Linked DNA regions of Mus musculus: region 2 is linked to region 1. Evidence: chromatin contacts called from public Hi-C data. All regions are on one chromosome and are shown on one strand. The core of a region is the stretch at or near the end of the contact, and the rest is flanking DNA. Distances in the headings are between cores, read along the strand shown. Region 1 overlaps Adcy9 (adenylate cyclase 9). Region 2 has its middle 36 kb from the start of Adcy9.

Evidence for each region. Hi-C and Micro-C count contacts between places; a contact is called where the count stands out from the background.
Region 2: a contact with region 1 is called in a Hi-C map of bone marrow-derived macrophages, with 24 read pairs. The contact joins two enhancer-like sites. A contact is called at or near these places in 7 of 15 datasets of contacts at CTCF or cohesin (CD8 T cells, the NIH/3T3 cell line, embryonic stem cells and 2 more), 46 of 484 Hi-C or Micro-C datasets (the 63-12 cell line, B cells, CD4 T cells and 25 more), 7 of 115 datasets of contacts at active chromatin or transcription factors (the HPC-7 cell line, embryonic stem cells, extraembryonic endoderm stem cells and 4 more) and 1 of 9 other capture datasets (bone marrow-derived macrophages).

Annotation. Positions count from the first base shown.
Region 1 is chr16:4,313,378-4,321,238 of GRCm38.p6, reverse strand. The region is part of intron 3 of Adcy9 (adenylate cyclase 9); the gene reads left to right. It also overlaps the pseudogene Gm6142. Among named protein-coding and RNA genes, the nearest start is that of Gm36359, 33 kb to the right of the region's middle. Within about 2 kb of position 4,973, at least 14 of the 459 cell types and tissues checked have an H3K27ac peak or open chromatin away from gene starts, as enhancers often do. A contact at or near this core is called in bone marrow-derived macrophages, where this site is marked.
Region 2 is chr16:4,452,900-4,460,760 of GRCm38.p6, reverse strand. No RefSeq gene overlaps it. Among named protein-coding and RNA genes, the nearest start is that of Adcy9, 36 kb to the right of the region's middle. Within about 2 kb of position 4,835, at least 31 of the 459 cell types and tissues checked have an H3K27ac peak or open chromatin away from gene starts, as enhancers often do. A contact at or near this core is called in bone marrow-derived macrophages, where this site is marked.

The DNA of each region.
Region 1 (7,861 bases), core at 3,724-6,223:
AAAAGGCAGGCCCAGAGGGTGGAGTCAATACCGCCAGGAGCCCTTCTTACAGGCCCATCTCCCCAGCAGCAGAAGGGAGCAGGCATCCAGGCCTGAGAACTCCTGTAACTGTGCTACGATTCTGCAGAGGGGTAGAGTGCTGAGTCTGCATCCAGTGAAGATGACTCAGCCTTGTAAGAGCCACTCTTGGTGGGAGAGTTTGTAAAATCCCAGTTGTCTGCTCTGCATTCTTTGTGCCAGTCTCTCCAGTACATCTGTCAGCGCCTTGAACTAATGGCATTGGTTTGTTGCCTTAGTAATATTTTCTGTCCTAAGGTGGACTTTACTGTTGCTTGGGATCCTGTACAGTCTGTTTACTTCCCTTCAGCAGGCTGCTGTTCCTGTGTCAGGGACTAGTTCATCAAAGGGAGTAAACTCCTAGTGGATTTATGACCTGGTACCCTGAAGAGGCCTAGCATAGAGTGGTATCTCTCCCTTTTGCAACAGAGTCTCAGGATGAACACTGATTGTGTTACAAAAAAAGACTCGGCCTCTCCTTCCTGCGGCGCCTTAGGGACCATGGCCGATCCTCGAGTGAGGCAGATCAAGATCAAGACCGGAGTAGTGAGGCGATTGGTCAAAGAAAGAGTGATGTACGAAAAAGAAGCAAAGCAGCAAGAAGAAAAGATTGAAAAAATGAAGGCTGAAAATGGAGAGAACTATGCCATTAAGAAGCAGGCAGAGATCCTGCAAGAGTCCCGGATGATGATCCCAGATTGCCAGCGTCAGTTAGAGGCTGCATATACTGGTCTTCAGCAGATATTAGAAAGTGAAAAATACTTGGAAGAAGCCGAGGAGTATAAAGAAGCCCGTGTAGTGCTGGATTCTGTAAAGCTAGAAGCCTGACATTTTTCTGTATGGGATGTTTTTTTGCATTAAATCCTGGGGTCCATTCTACAATTCATTATTTCGGCCACTGCTGTGTTTAATAATATGAAAACGTGGTTCTTTTTATGCAGTTGCATATATTTTTCTTTGCATAACTTAATGTGTCAAATAAATGAGTTCATCTAAAAAAAAAGACTCTAGTCTGGTTGACTTATAAAGTTCTGAGTCAACAACACAGACAGGATTTTTCTAACCACAGGGCTACCACAGCAACCATTGCTACCTGTTCTAAGAACTGAGAAATCTGAAAGGCGTTTGGGAGGAGTCTTGCTATCTAACCCAGAGCACCTTCAAACTTACAGCTCTCCTGCCTCAGTCTCCCAAGTGCTGAGAGTATAGGCATGGGACAATGTATTTGACCCTGTTTTCCACGATTATAAGTCAGAAGATATTTTAAAAGACATTTTGAAACCCATGAGATGATCCAACAGGCAAGGGTGGTTGTCACCAAACCTAACAACCTAAGTTCAGTCCTCGGGACCCTCAAGGTGGAAGGAGAAAACCGACTCCCACAGGTTGTTCTGACTTCCACATGCACCACATGCTCCAGCACGCACACAGCACAGAGAACAAAAATGTAATAAAGCACGCATGGTAATTAAGTGGAAAGACGTGCATAGTGTCATCTAAAAAATGTTATTGGATGTGCAGTGGTATATATGAGGAACATTTCCCAAAATACTAAATACTTTCCTTATTTTGTTTTTCTGATGGACTATTTTCACAACATTGTAACAATATTCTCTCCTCACGGTCTACTGAAACTAATGTAGACTTTTTTTTTCTTTTTTCTTTAGGGTCTTATGCAGACCAGGCTGTCTCAGAACCACTGGTCTCTCTGCCTATGTCTCTAGGATTACAAGCCTGCACCACCATGCTCAGCAGAGTCTAACTTATCCTTCACCTGGATTTTTTTATCAATTTTGGTTTTTTTACTTCAAAAGTCCTGTAGGGGTGAGGAATTAAATGAAAAGTTCAGGAATTAGCGTTCTTTGATTCTACACAAGTTGCTTTGAGATCTTGTGTCTTGGGTTTTTACAGTTGTTTATTTATGACTTTGCCTCTAGTGTTCCTGAGCTGTCTTGTTTCCTGTTCTCACAGATCTGTGGAGCCTTTCTTTTCTGTGCTCATTGTTGTTTTGTTTTCCTATAAGGATTTGTTTCTATTCACCTCAGATATTTCCTTAGCAGAAATCATCAGTTTTGAAAGTGTTCATGCCCATACCTAAGTAACAAAGCCCTGGCCCCAGGTGGTGCAGTGACCTTCCCACCATGGAGCACTCGTGTGTGTGTGTGTGTGTGTGTGTGTGTGTGTGTGTGTGTGTGTGTGTGTGTGGTTGAGACCAAATGTTCTTCTGCTTGGGCTCATATTTCCTCCGTGGTATTCTAGCTGTGTGACTATAGCCCCTTCTCTTCTACATCTTGGTTTCCTCCTGAGTAAAATGGAATTTACTGAGCCTATGTTAAGGACGATGTGAGGAGGAAACATTGAGACAGGTGGAGCTTAGAGGGGATTTCAGTGATTGATGTGTGTTGTCATAGTGATGCTCACCCCAGCCAGCCATGTCCAAGTGAGCCTTGTAGTAGAGGATGCTGCTTCTAGTACCAGGACACACTTGCTAACTAGTCAGTAATCAGTAGACTAAACAGGCAAAACCAGGACTGATATTTCCATCCCCCAAAGAGGCTTCTCTGTGGCAGTTATGGAAAGGGACAGGTGTTAACTTCAAAATGATTTATCTTATAATGGGAAACAGCCTTGAATAAAAACAAACCAAAAAAGTCCAGCAACCCCACTCTGCAGCTCTATACCATGTGTTCTGACCAGAATCAGGGTGCATGCGTGGAAACATGTTAGAAGCAAATGAAAATGGGTTCATATGTATTAGAGGAATGGCTTTGGGTTTTCCTTCAAAGCCTGTGCCCACCGAGGTGGGAGGGGGAAGTGTTGAGGCATGCTCTTGGTGAGTTTCCAAGGACTCTCCGGTTACCCAGGCAACAGCCAGCAAACTCCTTAGCCTGTAGAAATACTGTTTACGGGATGGTTACACTCCCTTTAGTGTGTCTGTGCCAGTAGAGCTACTCAGAAGAGCCAAAGTGGAAGTTACAGCATCTTGGGTCATTTCAGGTGACCAGAGCCCAGCAGATCAAGGTGTCAGGATTATTTCCTTGTGACAGGAAAGGCAGCCAGAGTCAAGTTCCATGGTAGTCAGGGGCCAAACCCCAGTGTCCACAAACCACTCTGTCTTCAGAAGGCGTATGTCTTTCCTTTGAGTTTGTGTGCACATGCGTATGTGTCTGTGTATGTGGTATATGCAGATACATACATACATACATATACGAATGTATGTTCTTGTGTGTGCTTGTATGATGCCAGCAGAGGACATTGGTTGTCCTGCTCTGTCACTTTTTACTTCATTCCCTTGAGGCACTATGGGTCTCCCAGCTGTACCTGGAGCACACTGCTTTTTGGCTAGGCTATCTGTCCAGGAATTCCCAGTGACTGGACCTAGTTCCTCATGCTTGTGCAGACACTGGTGTCCTCAGCACCAGAGTCTCCATGTGACCAAAGTCTCCCTGAGCTTGTGCATGACAAGACTGCACGCTGCCTCTGTGTCAGTAGCACAGAAACACCTCTAACTCATCATAGCTGTTGTCATTTTGACAGTGAACTTACTGTCACATGCCTGCTGGCCTTGCTCCACAGTGAGCTGTGGCTCCCAAGGTGTATAGGGAAGGGTATAGTCTAAGTTGGAGGTTCTTGGTAATGATGAAGATGCCAATAGCTGCAGAGGGGCGGGGGGAGATGTACATTCTTGGTAAGTGGAGAAGGTTTCATAGATGTGTCATTCAGCAAAGACTTCAGATTGAGGTTAGGCCATAGAAATTGTCAAAACCAAATTGCCATTGGGGCTGTAGAGAAAGAAGCAAAATACACAGCATTGTACAGCAAAGGCCTCATGCTACATGGGGGCCCCAGACGAAATAGGATGTGGAGACAGGAGAGTGTCTCTCCCAGGGAAGGTAGATTTTTTTCTTTTCTGAAAAATTTGAAATTTCAATTGTTGTAAAATTCTAATCAAGAAAGTCTTCCCAAAAGAGTGTGGCTGAGAAAGAAAGAGACTAGCAAAGAGCCCCGTTATAGAGTTCAGTGATTCGCCCAAGTCTAGGTGCCCCTGGTGCGGCCCAGCTAAGAAGGCCTAGTGAGCAGCTGCCCTTCACCACCGTGTTCTTACTGTCCACCATGCCCCCACTGTCCAGCCTTTTGCCCATGGCACATAGCACTAATCAACCAGTTCCCTCTGAGCTGGCACACAAAACAAAACTGCTTTGAAGCCATGTGTGGTGGCACGTGTCTGTAATCCCAGCACTCAGGGTTCGGAAGCAGGATGATTGTAACTTTAAAGACTGTGTGATGAGTTTGAGGACACCCAGGGCTATATAGTGAGGCCCTGTGTTAAAACGTAATATTTTATTTCAATTGTGTGTGTGTCTGTGCACACTTGTATGGGGGTGTGCATGGAGGCCAAAAAAATGTGTCAGATTCCTCAGAGCTGGAATTGCAGGTATTGTGAGCCTCCTGATATTAGTTTTGGGGTCTGAACTCCTGTCGTCATGATTGAGTGCTCTGTCACTGAGCCATCTCTGCAGCCCTGAGACCATGTCTTAAAAATAAATAAATAAATAAATAAATAAATAAATAAATAAATACTACTTTTGAAATATTCTGACATACTTTACATGAACATCTTCATTTTGCCCTGTAAGACCTTTAAGTAGACTACTCACTTGTGGAAGAACCAGGACCACGATGTCAGGCTGGTGGCACTGTGGCTCTTCTCCAGTCTCGATGTTTAAAAGTGGCCAGTGAAATAATAGCTTTGTACTGTTTCATCCTCCTGTATCAAGATCAGTGGCTTCTAGGGGTTTGATAAAGTTAATGTCTTTCAAACCATAAGGTCAGCCTGTCCCCACTAAGCTGTGTCCTTTCCTAGTCAGTCTCTTGGTTAGTGAAGTGTTCAGTGTGCCCTCTGGAGGAGCAAGCTAGGCACTGCACCAGTACTGGAGCAGGGACTCAGCGCCACCTTCTGAACAGCTCTAGTTAAAACTAGGTATCTCTTGGGCCCATTTCCTTCATTGCTCCACTTGGGGCTCAGAGAGTCACTTTGTGCTTGATCTTGGGTGATATGTGTGCACGTGTGTGTTCATGTGTGTAGTCAGAGGTCAAATACAGGTATCTCCATCAGTTCCTCTCCATCTTGCTGAGACACAGTCAGTCTCTCCTGAACCTGGAGATCCCTTATCTAGATGAGCTGGCCAGCAAGGCCCAGGGACCCAGTGCTGGGATAACAGGTGCTCACAGCCATACCTGGCTTTAAAACATCAACAAAACAAACAAACAATGACACCTATGGGTTCAGGGGATGGGACTAGAGTCCTCATGCTGTGTGTGGAATACTGACTCATAACTCTCTCCATTAGCAAATGTTTGAACTTTAACTCAGTCAATAGCACAAGATGTTTTAAAATTATTTCACTATAGCTGATGTGGTGGTATATGGACACAAACCCAACAGTTGGTAGGTAGAAAGAGGAGAGTCAAAATGGTTCTTTGATATGTAAGTTCAAGACTAACCTGAGTTATGAGATAGCATTTCAAAAAGGAATGATTGCATTAACTTACCAATGGAGCAGTTCTGTCTTGCTGACGTCAGTTTGATAGTGTAAGGACAACACTGGAGATGATCCCTGGGGAAAGTGCTTGCCACACAGCTTGAATTTGATCCCCAGAGCCCACTTAAAAATAGAAGGAGAAAACTAACTCCAGGAAGCTTTCCTCTGACTTCTGTGTGCTCCCCAGCCCAGCACACACACAAACGCACACATGTCACACAAAATTGAAACTTAAAGGATATAAACAGATTTTACATGGGAGGTAGTATTTGTTCACATGTGCTAGTTAATAAATAATAGCTACTTTGGCATGTGTACATCCATCTTTGAAGTGAATATGGATATATTCATAATCTGCGTTATGTCAGATTCCCAAACTATAGAACTCTAGAATCTTTGTGCTTTCATTTAATGCAGTGGTGACCTGTGACCTAAATTTGGATGTGAACTTGGGTCATACTCTTGCCTTTAGGCTGTTTTTAATTTCTCAACAATATCTAGTCTTCCATAATTAATCCTAGTGTTTAATAGTTCTCACTGAGAAGAAATCCTCTTCGCTGGCAATCAGCCATTACTACGCCATCCCTGGGGCTGCTGTGTCCCACTGACAGTAGCAGTGACTGTTCGGAATATGGTGAGTCCCAGGAACCATTAGACTGTGCACATATGCACTCCATTTAATCCTTAAAGCATCTCTCCAAGAAAAGTTTTCACTTCCATCTTACACATGTCAGGGGGTCAGTGTGTAACTGAGCTGAGCCTTCCTCCATGTACACCTGTCTATACTTGTCCTACCTTTGCCTTCCTAGGTAAGCTAATTCCTACAAGCTTGGGATTCTGGGTCTGCCAGGACAGATACCTAGTTTTCAGCCCAGCTGCCCAGCAGAGAGAGCTCATCACCCTCAGGTTAGCATAGTGTCTACTGAGCCACTCGCTTGTCACCATGAGATGTGACCCATATAACACAGAGACAACCTTTTAATCATATAAGTTTAAAGTGTATTTTCAAGGTATATAACCATCATCATGTTACTGCAGAATGTTTTCATGAGCCCTTGAAAGAGAGAGAGAGAGAAAGAGAGAGAGAGAGAGAGAGAGAGAGCTGTCTTCCTCCAGTTAACTGATGTCACAAAACTCCATCAACTGGAGGGTGCCCACAGTAGGAAGTTGTCCCCATGCTGGAGAGATGACTCATATTGTTCTTGCAGAGGACCTGGATTTAATTCCTAGCACTCCAATTGGGTAGATCACAGCTGGCTTCCTCAGGTACCACTCTCATGTGCAGATACCCATATAGAAGCACAGAAACATAATTCAAAATAAATGTAATTCTGGAAAACAAGTTATTGCTTAGTGTTCTGAAAACCAATGCATGTGATATCCAGTGAAGATGTGATGCTGGTTCATAGATACATGGCCTTTTCTCATGGAATGGGAGTGCCAGGGAATTGATTGGCTCCCTTTTATAAGGGCAGTGATCTCTCTCATCAGAGCAGGGCCTTGTTACTTGATTACCTGCTAAAGGCCCTCCCACCTGTCCGCATCACTGTAGGAATCCTGCTGAGAGAGGGACATACAAGTCTGCAGCACAGGCAGTAGCTGTTAGCAGTCACTGTTCCCCTCCCAGCAGCCACCACTCTCTTCTTTCTCTAGAACTACCTTCACAACTTCTCAGATGGAGCATGGAGCTTTTGTATCTGATTTTTATTCTTGTTTGATTTTTGGCAGTGGATATCCCTTGCTGGCTGTACTAAAACTCATTATGTAATTGTGTGAATTGGGCTGGCTTTGAGTTTGTGATAATCCTCCTGACTCTGCCTCTCAAATTCTGGGATTACAGATTCACCACCATGCCTGACTTTTTCAGAAAGCATGGTGGAGGGCATCCAGGTACACAGAGTCCTACAGCACACGTTGGAAGCTGCAGAAGTAGCCCAGGGCCAGACTCAGCTGAACGGCAGTGAATGCAGAACTCATGGCCACTCAGTAAATTGAGAATAAAGGCCCTTAACAAGACACTTATAACACCCTTTGCAAAACTCAGGGAACATGGAAGATGGGGCAGAAGGAATATAAGAGCTTAAAGATAGGGAGAAGGGCAGAAAATGCCATTCATTTAGGTAGGACACAGCTGTTGCAGCTCAGTGCAGCTTGGTTACTAGCACCAGACATGCAGAGTATTGGCCCTGTCAGGAGTCAGTAATGGATAGGGGTGGGGCTCATGGGGCTCCACCCCTCTCTGCTAAGCTTATTGGCTCCCG
Region 2 (7,861 bases), core at 3,586-6,085, 140 kb before region 1:
ATGCTACCTAAGTTTAGTTGTTTACTATTTTCAATGCCATTACTATTTTTATTTTCAAAAAGAAGAATAGCAGGTTCATTTCTTTCCTTCAGACACAGAGTGTTATATAGCCCAGGTTGGCCTGAAACTCCCTGCATAGCTGAGGATAGTCTTGATCTCCCAACCCTCCTACTTGCATCTCTCAAGTGTTGGGATTACAGGTATGTGCCAACATGACTATCTCTTTTTTTCCTTGTTCAGTACTGTGTGTTGAACCTACATCTAATGCATGCTAACTACGTTCTCTACTACTGAGCTACATCTTCAGTTCACTTTTAACTTTTTATTTTGACTCAAAATCTTATTAAATTGGCCGGGCTGATCTTGAACTTGTAATCCTCTTATGTTAGAGCTGCTTCTCAGAGTCAGAGGACACCAAAGCTACCAAATCAGTGCTCTGGTAATAGACTGGGAGATGGCACAGGCAGGAAGGCCCTTGCCTTGCAAGCATAAGGGCCTGACCAACCTCTAAAACCCACTTTAAAATGCTAGATGTAGCTGAGTGTGGTACACACCTTTAATCCCAGCACTTAGAAGACAGAGATAGGCAGATATCTGTGAGTTTAAGACCAGCCTGGTCTACAGAGTGAGTTGCAGGATATCCAGAGCCACACAGAGGAATCCTGTCTCAGCCCTCCCCCCCCCACACACACACAAAGAACAACACAAAGCTACATGTAGGGTTAGAGAGGTGGCACAGTGGTGAGAGCACATATTGCTCTTGCAGAGGATACAACTGTGGTTCCAAGCACCCGCATCAGATGGGCTTACAACCACCTATAACTCCAGCCTCCATTGCTAATGGCCTCTGAAACCCTCTTCTGGCCTTCAAGCATGCACATTGTGTTTACATACACATGTAGGCGAGATACTCAGGCACATAAAACAAAACAAAACCTAACAACGACAAAAAAAAAAAATCAACACTTGGTACTTCATACCTTTAATCCCAGTACATGGGAGTCAGAGACAGGAGCATCTCTGTGAGCCCGAGGCCAGCCTGGTCTACAGAGTGAGTTACTGGTCAGCCAGGGCAACAAAACAAACAAACAAGCAATCCAAGAACCAGAAATAATTAAAAAGAATGAGAGAAAGAAGGAAGGAAAGATAAAGAAAGACAGATAGCCAAGAAGACAGATGGTTTCCCAAAGGATACGTGTGTAATATTGTTCCTGACGATGGTACCTAAAGTTGTCCTCCGACACACACATGTATGTGCGCATGCGTGCATTTGTACCTGCATTTGTCCATGTGTGCACACACATGTTAGACGTAAAAGCATACCTTTTTCATACTCTGGTGTGTATCTGGTGTAGTAGTGAGACTCTGATAACTCAGCCCTCCACAGCACTTGCCTTTCTTCAGATGCTCTGCGGTAGGTCACACTGGTGAGAAACAAAAGCAAGCAGAACTCCTTTGTCCTTCCTTACCTAGGTGACAAGAAAGACAGACTTCCAGCATATAGTCACCAAAACAAAGACTTTCAGGAGGCTATTTTTTTTTTTTATTAAATCCCTTCACTAAGCTCTAAAAGTCCAGATAAAAAATATTTACAGTGATACTGGGGATGGAAACTAGGCAGTGCTCTACCCAGCACACAAGAGGTTCAGATTGTGGTAAATCACAGATGGTATAAAATTTACTATGCTAGACATTTTTCAGTGTATGATTTCATGGTATTAAGTTCCTTCGTGCCGTTGGAAACCATCGCTGTCCATCCGCCAGACTCTATGCTGCACAGTTGAAAGTCTGCTCCCACTAAGCACCAACTCCCATCCCCCTCTCCCAGGCCCCAGCTCTGTTGTTCTTTCCATCTCTGCAAATTTGGCAGCCACATAGGCAGACTCATACCGTATCTGCCATCTCATTCGAGGTAAATGTGATAACCACGACACTACAGAAACTGCATAATACTTACCATTTTGTGAGTTGAAATTTTACTTAATGTCCTCAGGATTAATTACTATTGTGGATTATGTCAGCATGTTTTCCCTTTTTTGGTCAAGTGATATCCCTTTGCATCCTGCTCCAATCTCGTTTATCCATCCATCCTTGGGTGTGAATGCTTGAGCTGCCTTCACCTTTGACAGTGAGCAGTGTTCAGTCATGAACAGCTGTGCAATGAACGCTGCACCGTTGCTTCCAGCCCCTGCTTTCGATGCTTGGGAGTGTGTAGTCCACCACACAGGCCACCACACTGCTCTTCACAGCAGCCTCTCCATTCACACTCCCACCAACAGTGAACAAAGATTCGCATCTCTCCACATCCCAGCCTACACTTGCTGTTTCCTGGTTTTATAAAAGCAGGCATTTCTCAGCATCTTAGGTGGTGTTTCATTGTGGCTTTGATTGGTTTTCCTTATTGGCTAGGGTTGCCAGGGATCTCCAAGTGTTTACTGATCCTCCATGTATGGCTCCTGAGATCTGGATTAAAACCCCAAGGCCACATGACAGTGGAATATTCTAGTAGTAGAAAAATGACCTAAAGGGGGAAAATGTTATTTCTTAAATCCACGAGATAGAAAGGAGCTTAGAGGTTACCCAGGGTGGGGGTAAATTAGGAAGTGACTGTTGGCAGTTGTGTAACTATATAATGCTATGACATTTTGATATGTCATAGCATTATATAGTTACACAACTGCGACCATACTTGAAGCTAATGTGTTGTAGCCTTTGAATGAGTGATTTTTAATTTAGTTGCTAGCCAGGCGTGGTTCACATAACTTTGATCCCAACAGTCAGGAGAAAGAGGCAAGTGGATCTCTGCTAGCTTGAGGCTAGCCTGGCCTACATAATGAGTTCCAGGACAGCCCAGACCATGTAATGAGACATGTCTCAGAAGCTAAACAATAAAATCAAATCACTTGTCTATGTCTCCAGAGAACTTTTTACAGAGGCTATCTTTGCAAGACCAGCTAATGCAGGAGCAGTGATAACAGCAAGTGTGGCTGCTGCTCACTGAGCCAGCTGCACCCCTGGAGTGACGGCTACACAATTTGGGTGAATTTATATCTGTTCCCAGAATTTCAGTCCCCCTCCTTTCCCCATTCTCATAAATCCTGATTCTTTTCATCCATTTCGGTTGTAGGAATTGTTCAGTTTCCTCTAATCTAGGAATCATCTTTGCCTCATCTGAGTGTCAATCAAGTCCCCTGGTGTGCTAAAGTGTGGAAAGGTGGATGGGAAGAGTAAGCCAGCGCATCTGAGCTTTGCAGAGGGAGACAGTCCTAGTCAGTGGCGCATCCAGGGGCAGAGTAAGCCGCTGCCTAAACTGTGCCCCACAGGCCCTTCCTTATATGTTGCCTTGCAACAAGAACACCTAAATTGTTCCCAGTCCATTGTCAGTGGCGCCTCCTGTGGGATAGGGATACACTGCTATTAGCCCAGTGACTCAGGTGTGATAGGAGTCTCATTGAAGGGAGGTTTTGAAGTTCTTTGAGTCAAATAAGTTTGGAGAGGTGGTGGGACAGCCCTGAACATAACACCATGGGGAAGATGGGTTCATAGTGAATCTTCATTGGCCAGAAAATGTCACCACCCCCCCCCCCCCCCGGGCTTTTATGGACTCAGACAGTGGGCTTCAGCCTTGTATGGATGTAAGGTACTCTCTTGAGGCTTTATTCTGCATGTCTCCTACTTAGTGGGTTCCTTGGAAAGCCTCGATGTCTGTCTCCTTACCAGCTTCCTCCCTGACACAATAAGAAAGCTGCACAGTTTCAGGTAACAGGTGTTAAGAACATATTTTGGTAGAATTTGGGGTAGAGAGCTGTTAAATTTTTACGTTCTAACAATCTCTCCGTAGGTGTTAGATATTTACCAAAGATGGGATGGGCCCTCTACCCACCCTTCCAGATGAGATGGCTCCAGAGAGAGGAAGTGACCGGCCCAAGACTGTACAGACAGCGAGTAGCTGAGCCAGAGCTCCTGCACGCTCCTAGTGGACTGAGGCCAGCCGCCGTTTCTGTGGCACCCCTGGCTGGAGAGCAGCAAGGGTCCTGGATTCTGCTGTGTGTCCACCCCATGTCCACCTTGCCCCTCCTGTGGCTTTCCTTGGATCAGTTTTCTCTCCTGGTTGGCACACTGCCCTCTCTGCTGCAGCCCCCATCTCCATGCCTGCGCCATCTGGGACTCAGTTTTTGATCACTCTGCCTACCCCCTCTACCATGTTCTGCCGAGTGTGGGCCCACACCAACGCAGACTTGCTAAGCACAGAGAGTTCTCCTTATTCATCTGATTGCTTAGAAAGGAAAAAAAACTTGCTTCTCAGATTCAGAGTCCCAATACTGGAACAGTGGAAAGTTAAAAAAATTATTTCCAAAATCTTCCCCCTTGGCACTCACTAGAGTTCCTCCTGTGACCTCTCTCTGCTGATGCTCATCCTTGGCCTGGATTTACACTGCAGACAAGATCAGAGGTTTGTTACATTTGTTGACTTGTTTTGAGACAGGGTCTCATCTATAGTTCCGGCTCCTCAGACTCATGGCAATCCTCCTGGTCCAGTCTGAGTGCTAGGAATACGGGTTTGAGTCACAACGTCTGGCTTAGAATCAGTGGTTAAAAGAGGTTTATCCCCCTGGTCCCTGCCACCCACAACCTGATCTTGTCCAAGGTCAGGATTCCTAGGAAACTCTCAAATATTGGCGATGCCATCCCAGACACAGAGGAGCTGCTGCCTTCATCCTTTCAAGCTGCGGCTTCTTTTCTCTGCTTCTTCTTGATTCTTACTTCCTCTCTCAAGCCATCTTCTTTATAAAGCAGATTTACTCATCCTGTGGTCAAGCTGATATCACCCACTTGTTACCATGTGCAACGCTTTATCAAAGATGCAGCTGTTTTCTGCATGCAGTGTGGTATAGTACTGTGGCTCACTGCTGCCCCTGGGACTAACTACCTAGGAATGGCTGAAACTAGAGACCAGCCAGAGACGCTGGCTGCTCCAGCATGGGACTCTGTCTCTGGAAATGTGTTGCTGCTTTGTGAGTTTGTGAGACCAGGGAAGTGAGAGGCAACCAGGCATAATTGGGGTCAGAGTTCTTCAACCCACAGCACTAGCCTGGGCTGGTTTTTTTTTTTTTAAATCTGTGATGGTGATTTTTATTGTTTCTGTCAGAGAAGGCTTCCTTTCCTTAGGCCTCTCCCCATCTGGGTTGAGCCTTCCTGCAGCAGTTGAAAGGAACTGAAAAGGGGCCTAGCAAGCAGTCATGAAACAGTGGTCTATAAGCAGTCGGGAACCGCCTATCTCAGCTTGGTCTCTGTCTGTCCATATCCAGTTAATCTGTGGTTCCCCGAACGTTCTCCTGGCCCCAACTTGGTAAATGTGGTTCCATTTTCTTGGGTTTCCCTTCCTCTGACTGCTTTATCAAGCTAAGATCTCCTGTGCTGGGACTTCTGTGCAGTGAGAAGCTGTATTCTTGGGTCTCCATCTGCTCCTGAATTGTCCTCTGCCCCACCTTCATCTAAGCAGTCATGTATGGTGCTACAACTGCATGTTGTACGTCCGTTTCTCACACCAGATTCTAGGCTTTCAAAGGACAGAAGTGTTGCTGTCGCTCTACTGTAGCTCTCATTGTAGCTCTATTGTGGTTGCCTTCTGGGTGAATGGAGCAGCATCTACTATGTGTCCACATTTGCAAAGAGTATGGCTTCCAGCCCTTTTTGTTGGAATAAAATTTTCACAGGGAAATACCTCAACCCAGAGCATGAAGAAGGACTTTATATAAGAGATCATGTGCAAGCTGTGTATTCTGCTGGTTTACCAATGCACTAGCTTCCGGTTGTCACTATAATGAACACCCACAGATTTATTGGTTCAAAACACACTTAGTAGCTTGAAGTTCTGAAGGTTAGAAGTTTGCAGTCACTGTCATGGAGTTAAACCACAGCACGTCTATGCTGTTTGAAGGCCGCAGGGAAGAATCCTTGCCATTTAAGCATCTGGAAGCTGCCTACATCCTTTGGCTTGTGATTGCTTCTTCACGTGGCTCCAACCTTCTGCTGCCGGCTTCACTTCTAGAACTGTGATTTCCTGCATCCCTCTCTCATGACTTTCCTGGGCCTACACGAATAGTAAGGATAATCTCGTTTTTATAATTGTATCTGCAATATCCCTTTTGTCATATAAGGTGACATGTTTGCAGGTTCTGAGGATTAGAGCCTGACTGTCTTACAGAAGGCCGTTGTCCAGTGATTCTTTAGTGTCTTCTCATCTGTTTGTGTTAGTTCTTCATGCTATGAAAGACCTGTGCTGCCCCCTCCCAGAAATCTTCTCAGCCCCCCCCCCCCCCCGCCCCAGCTGGATATTCCCTTTACCTCACTGGATGCTCCCCCCTCCCACACACACACTCCACATCCCTCCAGTTGAATGACCCTCAGCCTTGGTTCCTGCTGCTGCCCTTGACCCTGGGCACCTCTCTGTTTAAACCAAGCATCTCTCTGGATATGCGTATTTCTCTCTCTGTATGAACTCAGGGCCACAGTTCTCTCAGGAGAGTCCCAGGCTGACCTCAGCTTGTCTTCCCTCTTCCACAAGGCTCTCCTTCTCTACACCCTCACTCTCAGGTGGAGGTTCTAGTTTATGGGCCTGCCTACATTTTAAGGACCACTACAGTGCATTTCAGTTCTTTGTTTGCAGTCAAGTCTACAGGGCTGGCTGGTGAGTGAGCCTCTGAACACCAGCTGACTTTAGGCAAACCATCTTACCCCAGGTGTCGGTATGGAGCAGTGTGAAATTCTGTCTACTGTTGGAGCTTCTGTGGCATGTGTGACCTATGTCTCTCCTGGGTACAACACATTGTCAGCTGTTACTTTCTGCTCTCAGTCCCTACCGTGAAACCCATCAGGACCAAGGTCTCCAGTGCAGCATACAGTGTTCTACAGGGTCAAATCAAATGAACATGCCACTGAACTTGATGACCAGACCATTTGCAACCTACGTGCTAATAATTGTCTTTGAACAAGGAAATGGTGTTCGTTGCCCATCATTTTCTGACCGTATCTTCCCTTCCAGTTCTGGACTTTGCTACGCCTCATCCACATTCCCCACCATTCCCTCCACATTCCCCACCACTCCCACTGTGGCTTTCCTCTGGCAATTTGCTTTTTAAATGTGTAGTCATCTATCAATGTATTGATTTATATCAAGAACAAGAACTGCCAGGCTGACTAGATCCTATCTCTTGCGCAGCAGGAAAATCTACCCTGAAGGACAACTTGGCCTGGAAGCAAAGGGTACACACAGATGATCTCCAAGAGAGGATGGAGGTCACTCAGCTCCAGGGTCCAAAAGGGGATGGCTTCGGTCAAAGCAGACAGGCCTCAACCCTGTAGGACCCCTTCTTCATCAAGGAGGGCCTCAGGTAGTGCTGTGTCCTGCTAAGCACCGGAAAACTGTGTGAATGAAGAGACAACAGAGACAGACACAGAAAAGCTAGGATCAGGTAGGTTGTGCTAGCTTTGAGCCCCCCTCCCCCGCCCAAAACCCAGAAAATCTATTATGGACAGCACTGGAGGAGGCATAAACTCCTCTGGATAGGAGGTCTCTCTCTGTAGGGAGCAGTCTCAGCCTGCAATTATTCTGGAGGAGGAAGCTGTAGTTGCTGGGTTTTGTGCAGTTGTTAACATTCACAGGCCACCAGCAAAAGGCTTTGCTGTTTCCATATGTCTGACCAGGGGAAGGCTTGCCTTCTGGGATCCTTGCCACAGCCCTGGTACATGGCTGAGGTCATGTGAACAGTACACATCCACTCAGGATTCCTCCTATCCTTACATACATGCTTAAGACTTCTGCTTCTCACAAGGTAGCTTGATGCCTCTGTAGGACAGA